2 separate regions of the Mus musculus genome follow, and region 1 is linked to region 2. A link is a contact called in public HiCAR-type data. All regions are on one chromosome and are shown on one strand. Each heading gives the region's core, a stretch centred on a gene start, on an enhancer-like site or on the middle of the called end of the contact. The rest is flanking DNA. Distances are from core to core; before and after follow the strand shown.

Region 1 (3,173 bases), core at 586-3,085, 630 kb before region 2:
CATTAAGTTTTGATGTTTTCTTAGGAACTGTATTAAAAGTCTGGTTTATACTTGCCTTTCCTTGACAGAGTTGGATCATGTACTTTCATAAGTTGGTTTTGAACTTTCTGCTTTGAGGTTCCATGTTAGCTAGTGATTTAGTACTGTAGTGTTTTAAAAGTGTAACATCGCTGGGCGTGGTGGCGCACGCCTTTAATCCTAACACTTGGGAGGCAGAGGCAGGCGAATTTCTGAGTTCAAGGCCAGCCTGGTCTACAGAGTGAGTTCCAGGACAGCCAGGGCTACACAGGGAAACCCTGTCTTGGAAAAACCAAACCAAACCAACCAACCAACCAACCAACCAAAACAAACAAACAAACAAACAAAAAGCTTAATATCTCCCTGTGGCTTCTCTGTGGCTCTGTGTGCTGTTCTTATTTATGGGTAGCTGTGGTCTTTCAAACCTGAGTGGATTTCCCTCATTTGCCTTGTCTCATTGAGGAAGGTGTGGTGCCATCTTTCTGGCCCGAGCCAGCTCTAGTGATAGATTTGATGAACGGTTGCTTTGGACCTGGCCCTCACCAAGTGCACCTGAATTCACTAAGAATGAATTTAAATCCCAAGGGTCAAAGTTGCACTTCATGTGGCAATTCTTAGCTGCATAAAAACAAACAAAAAATATCCATAGAACTGTGGTATAAACAAAAAAAGAAGATGTAGTGTTGTTATGACTTTTGGATTAGATTACTGCTGAACCAAGCGTCTTTTTGACACAAGCTAAAAATAACGTGTTTGGCTAATTAGGCGATAAAAGCAAACATCAAAGGCAGACCTTTCCGTTAGTCCTACACTGGCTTCCTTGTATTTAAAACGCTAGCCAACAAATAAAGTGTTTGACCGTTGTTATTATTCGTTTTTAGTTGAGACTTAGTGGAAAACAATATCCCTAGGTATTTGTTTTTCTCAGCTTGATACTTAACCCTACTACCAATCACTAAGTAATAGTGAAATGTAACAGCTACTGCCTTGTCACAACAGACACTTAAAAACGATTTCTGCTTTTTCCACATTAACACGTCTAGATTAGGAAAGTGGAGCATATCTCTCCCTTTCAGTGATATTTATTCATGGGAATGATGGTGTGCAGCAAGAAAAAGTGCGTGCATGTAAAAATACCTTCAGCTTGCCAGGGAGGTTGCTTTATTTTTTTTTTTTTCCAGAATGCTCTTGATTTACAAGTGAAACTTACTCTTGTGTGAAGGGCAAATTTAAATAGTAGGAATTCATGCGGTCACTAGTGAGACATCAGTTGAAAAGTCTGGGTGTTGTTTTCTCTGTGTGGTTTCAGGTGTGTGTGTGTGTGTGTGTGTGTGTGTGTGTGTGTGTGTGAGAGAGAGAGAGAGAGAGAGAGAGGGGGGGGGAGAGAGAGAGAGAGAGAGTGTGTCTGTCGGTGAGCATCCGTGTTTACTGTCATTCCTTGCCCACTCTGTCCCCTCTCTTACTCAGATACATGTATATAGGCCACCTTCAGTCAAGGCATGTGACCCGTCCCACATGTGTCTCTGTATGTGTCCACATCCGCTCCTTTTATTGCTTTCTTATGGCATTCTGCTTTACAAAGTGACATTTTCTGAAAACAGTATGTTTTTACATTTTGTGGGGTTTTCTCCTTATCTCTGTAATTCCTGAGACTTTTTCTAAACAAGATGCCTGGCATTTTCTAAGGACAGAGCAGAGACAGAGCCGCCCCGAGCAGGCAGACACACTTACATTGCTTGTGGTTTTTCAATACAGCTGCGTTCAAATGGGCCTGCCTTTTCGGCACTGGTTCCAGTGCCAAAGTCAGACTGTCACACAGCTGGTAGTACTTACTGTACTTGCGGGAAACTATGTGATTCATTAGTTGGAACCGTATGGTTTTCACCAGTTCTGGTCATGTTTTTGTTAGGATGTGGTAAAAACATAAGCAGAGGGTGAAGGGACAATGGAAGCATGTGACTTGTTAAGGACTGGCCCCAACCCATTATTAGTTAAATTGTTCACCATAAAATGTCCTCTGTACCTCATAAGACAAATGACTTAATTTTTTATTCTTCAGTTGAGGTCATTTAGTCATAAGTAGTAAAAATTATCAACACTAAGCTCTTTTTGTCTTTTTTTTTCCCCTTTCTGCAAAGTATCATGATCCATTTAAACCCCAAACTGTAATATGAAGAGAAGTCATGCAAGTAAAAGATATTAATTTGCTGAAAAATGTCCATGACGGGTGAAGAACTTTTAACTGGAGTGAACTCTCGCTACTGATAAAATATGAGTGTGGTATTGCAGTTAATAAGAAACACTGCTAATACCACAGGATATGTGGAGAACAATAAACGGGAGTTCCTTTGTCCAAGCTCACTAGAGTTTATGGGTGGATGAATGAGTCTTTCAAATATTTTTGTCACTAATAGAGTTGGACTAGGGTGTTTGCAGTGTTTGTTACTGGGGTTGTGCAGAGCCGCTGGGCTGCACTGTGTCGCCCCTTAGCCCTCTATGGGGTAGTCTTTGAGACTGAGTGTTTCACACCTGCATAGGGTGAACTACAGCCACAGTAGAGTGGATTCTGCAGATGGTGTATTGTCTGTGCATAGGCATTTGCTTTCAAATTCACGTTCCTTTGAATCCTCCCAACGCTGTACCTTTGCCCCCTCTCTCCTAATCTACTATTGCAAAGGTGACATTTTTGAAGTCTTTGTGGGTAGTCTATTGGCAGATTATGCGTCCACCCTCTGACTCCGTTTTCTAACCGTTTCCTTTTAGAGCTCTGCACCGTTCATGCCTCAGCACATATGCTCCTGCAGTTGCGGCACTCTGCAGAATTAGAACCAGGTCTGTCTCTGACAATTAGCTCAACTGGCTACAGCATAAATAAAGGAATGCGCTCAGGGGCTGTAGTCTGTGACATGGTTTAACAGAGCGTAAAAAGGTGCATCTGTTCCCTGCCCACATTCAGTCGCCTCACTGTCACTGGGAAGTTATCGACACGGAGACATGCCTGTGCTGTTTGGTAAACAAGCGGCAGGTATTAAATTAATGGGGCTGTGAGCGTGTGCAAGTGCTGCTTTATTAAAAGCTCTGCTTTCCGGACTCACTGCTGGGCCACAGGCCGCCACTAGAGTATCTATTAAGATGACTCATGGCAGGGAATACTT
Region 2 (3,120 bases), core at 613-3,112:
ATATTGTATACCCTCTCTTTTTCCTTTGTAAGTTTTATAAATTTCTTTTACAAGTTTTATAAATTTACTTTATAAGTTTGACATGAAGATTAACTCAAATGATAGATGAACTAAAGACAGATGTAGAGCATGCCTCCAAAAAAATCTGGTAGTTTGAAGATGTTCTGGGTTGTTATTGGATACTTACAAGACGACTGATTTCAACTCTGTCTTGAATCAGGAGTCCAACACTTTCTTTCAAAACACACATATTACCTATATGCTCATCCACTTCTACCAAACACTACCTATGTATGAACTCCTACTACAACTTGAACAAATGCTGAGTTAGCTCGCTCATCATTCACTGAAAAGGATTTTCAAGGAAAAGTTCTCATGAGATGATTATGAGACTTAATGCCTTTTGTACTTCCTGTCATGCTTCTGCCTTCAGTGCACTGCTTTCTTTTAATTACTGACTTTTTTCAACTGTTGTTCTGTGATATTGTCATTCATGTCACATAAGAGTAAGTTTTCATGTCCAATAGTGAAAGAAATTGGAATGACCTCAAATACATAGCTATTCACGGTATCTGCATCAATTGTATTGAAAAGGCCAGAGCACCAGAGCCATCAAATAATTACAACCTCTAGCTCCCCTGCAGGTGGAAACAGACAGGTCTAATCAGCCTTCTCACCATGGAAAAATACTTAGGCGATATTAAAATATTAAAAAACCATTTAATGAGGTCCGTTTCCTTCCAAAAGTAAACTGAGTTTGGGTCTGAACACGCTTCAGGCAAGGGACGCTTCCACCATAACATTTTAAAAACTAGCCATTATTTCCCATGCTGAAAAAAAAAATTGCAATTTTATTTCCTAACAGCAAATGAAACTGTCAGGAAAATTTAGGTGTAATAAAGTTGGGTGGTTAAACCAACATGCTAGAATTAAAATAAAACTGAATTAAAGGAGTTAAAAGTAATTCTTGTGTCAGTTGCCCCTCAAAAATACTACTCAGGACTTACTGGTTTGAACAAATGGAGTTTCCTTGTTCTTGATAGAGTCATTAATGGTGATACAAATGAAATTGTGTGTTGAACAATACGTTGATTAAAATGTACTGCTTTTGGCAACTTTTCCACCTAAATAAAAAGTTGTCAGGCAGGGTGAGTTTAGTGGCACAGAGTTTTAAAATGGTGGATTCAGTCCAAGGTTAGCTAATAGCAGCTGACATGCCCTGGAATCTTGCGGCCTAAATCAACATTGTTTTCACAGCTGTAATTAAGCCACCTAATCAGAAGCACATTTTGACGGGACAGTTTCTGGAAGCCAGACATTACAATTTCTTATGCCTGGAGCGCAGTGGTTCAGGAGAGGTCCGTATTTAATTTTGAGTTTAAAAAAAAAAAAGGGGTGGAGGGCAGTAAAATACGAAAGACCACTGAGATGAAGCAGGTCTGTGTGCTCCTGCCTTGACCAGCCTCGCAGCCCGCCCCCAACTCTCCGCTGAGTCCCCCCCCCCACTCTTAAGTGGCAGCTGTACACAGTGAGATGAAGGGCCATTGCCAAGATCAACAGATGAGCTGGTCTGAACTGGCTCTCTGTGTGTTCTGATTGTAAATTGTGCTGGTGATGATTAGAGAACTCCAGCACAGGATGTCGACTCTTAAGCTCGTCCAGAGAAAATCATTCTTTTTTTTTTTTTTAAAGTTCAGGAAAAATTTTTTAACTTTTTTGTGGCTTGGTGCATAGTGTTGTGTCTATTACTTTCACATGATTCAAGTGAATTCACCCAAATTAAGCAGCTCTGTTATTAAAAGAGAGTGTGGCTTGGCTCAGGGCAGGGACCTTCATCTTGGTGTGTCTATACCACAGTGCTGTGGAGAATGTTCTTGCAGTGGTGGCAGCCATGTGAATCTGCCACCTGCCAACAGATCATACTACTAAGAGGAAGACAATTCAGGATGCCAGAGTCACATACCATTAAGTGGCTGTGCTGGTAACATTAACGCAAATAAATTGCCAGCTTGTTTTCTACAGCGCTATTATATTCTATAACATTTAAACTTTCAACCCCAGAGGCCATTGTAAAACTATCAATATGAAAGCCCTAGTCACTGGAGTCTGATTACATTTAGTTCTGCATTTTAATTACATATGGATTCCATTAACTAAACCTTGTGCCTTATAGGCAACATTGTAATCAAATTACTATAATTTTCAAATACGTTACAATAGTTTGACAAGTTAAAAGTTCACATTCCTAACATATTAAATATCAAAAAAACTGTGCATTAAAAAGGGAAATATTTCTTACAAGTATACTAATCCATTCCCCAATTACTTTGGGGACTTTTTGACTACCTAGTTATAAGTTATATTGTAAGGTTTATATACCTCGTATGCTTTTGTGAGTGGTTCCTTGGTGCAGAATATAACCAAATTTAGAAACATTCATTTCATCAATATAAGTGAAGCAGGAACAACATAAAGCATAGAATTCAGAATTCTAAATTGTTATTTATAGCTCAAATAAAAGAATTTTAGAGTTGTGCAGGAATTCAACTTTCATTTCATTTAGAGTCTTCATTCTATAGCCAGGAAAACCAAGACCCATGGAGACTGTGCGGTTTACTTCCCAAAGCTTTGAGATGAGTCAGATGGCAAACTTTCTCTAGAACCCAAATTTCCTGTGTTTCTCTGTCATGTGATTTTGCAGTGTGCCATCCTGTATAAGAGGGGTGATGCCATGCCAGACAAGAACTCATGAAAAAAATTAATGTGTTAAAACACACCCAACCTAGAATTCACAGATTATCCATTTTAAATCATCAGGTACATCTGCAATTTTGTATAGCCATCCCATTTCAGAAAGTTTCCTCATCTCACAGAAACCCCACACCCATTCAGCACTCACTCACCTCCAATGGTCTCCTCCTGCAAACTGTCAACCATTAATCTGAGTCTTTATGGGTTTGCTAGCTTGGGACATTCCATATAAATGGAATCATACATGTGTGGCTTCTTGAAGAAGACTAACTGGTCTGCTCTGGTGTGTCTGGTCTTTTGTGCATATTGCAACATGGATCAACATTTCGTGGCACCTTGGGCTCTGAGAGATGGCTCAGCAGTTAAGAG

What was found. HiCAR-type assays count read pairs that join an accessible place to other places.
Region 1: a contact with region 2 is called in a HiCAR-type map of fibro-adipogenic progenitors, with 4 times the contacts expected there. The contact joins two enhancer-like sites. A contact is called at or near these places in 1 of 484 Hi-C or Micro-C datasets (uterus) and 1 of 115 datasets of contacts at active chromatin or transcription factors (fibro-adipogenic progenitors).

What each region holds. Positions count from the first base shown.
Region 1 is chr4:84,456,418-84,459,590 of GRCm38.p6, reverse strand. The region is part of intron 3 of Bnc2 (basonuclin 2); the gene reads left to right. Among named protein-coding and RNA genes, the nearest start is that of Bnc2, 220 kb to the left of the region's middle. Within about 2 kb of position 1,835, at least 49 of the 459 cell types and tissues checked have an H3K27ac peak or open chromatin away from gene starts, as enhancers often do. A contact at or near this core is called in fibro-adipogenic progenitors and uterus, where this site is marked.
Region 2 is chr4:83,829,838-83,832,957 of GRCm38.p6, reverse strand. The region is part of intron 25 of Ccdc171 (coiled-coil domain containing 171); the gene reads right to left. All of the region lies in intron 2 of Gm42309 (a long non-coding RNA gene), which reads left to right. Among named protein-coding and RNA genes, the nearest start is that of Gm42309, 11 kb to the left of the region's middle. Within about 2 kb of position 1,862, at least 55 of the 459 cell types and tissues checked have an H3K27ac peak or open chromatin away from gene starts, as enhancers often do. A contact at or near this core is called in fibro-adipogenic progenitors and uterus, where this site is marked.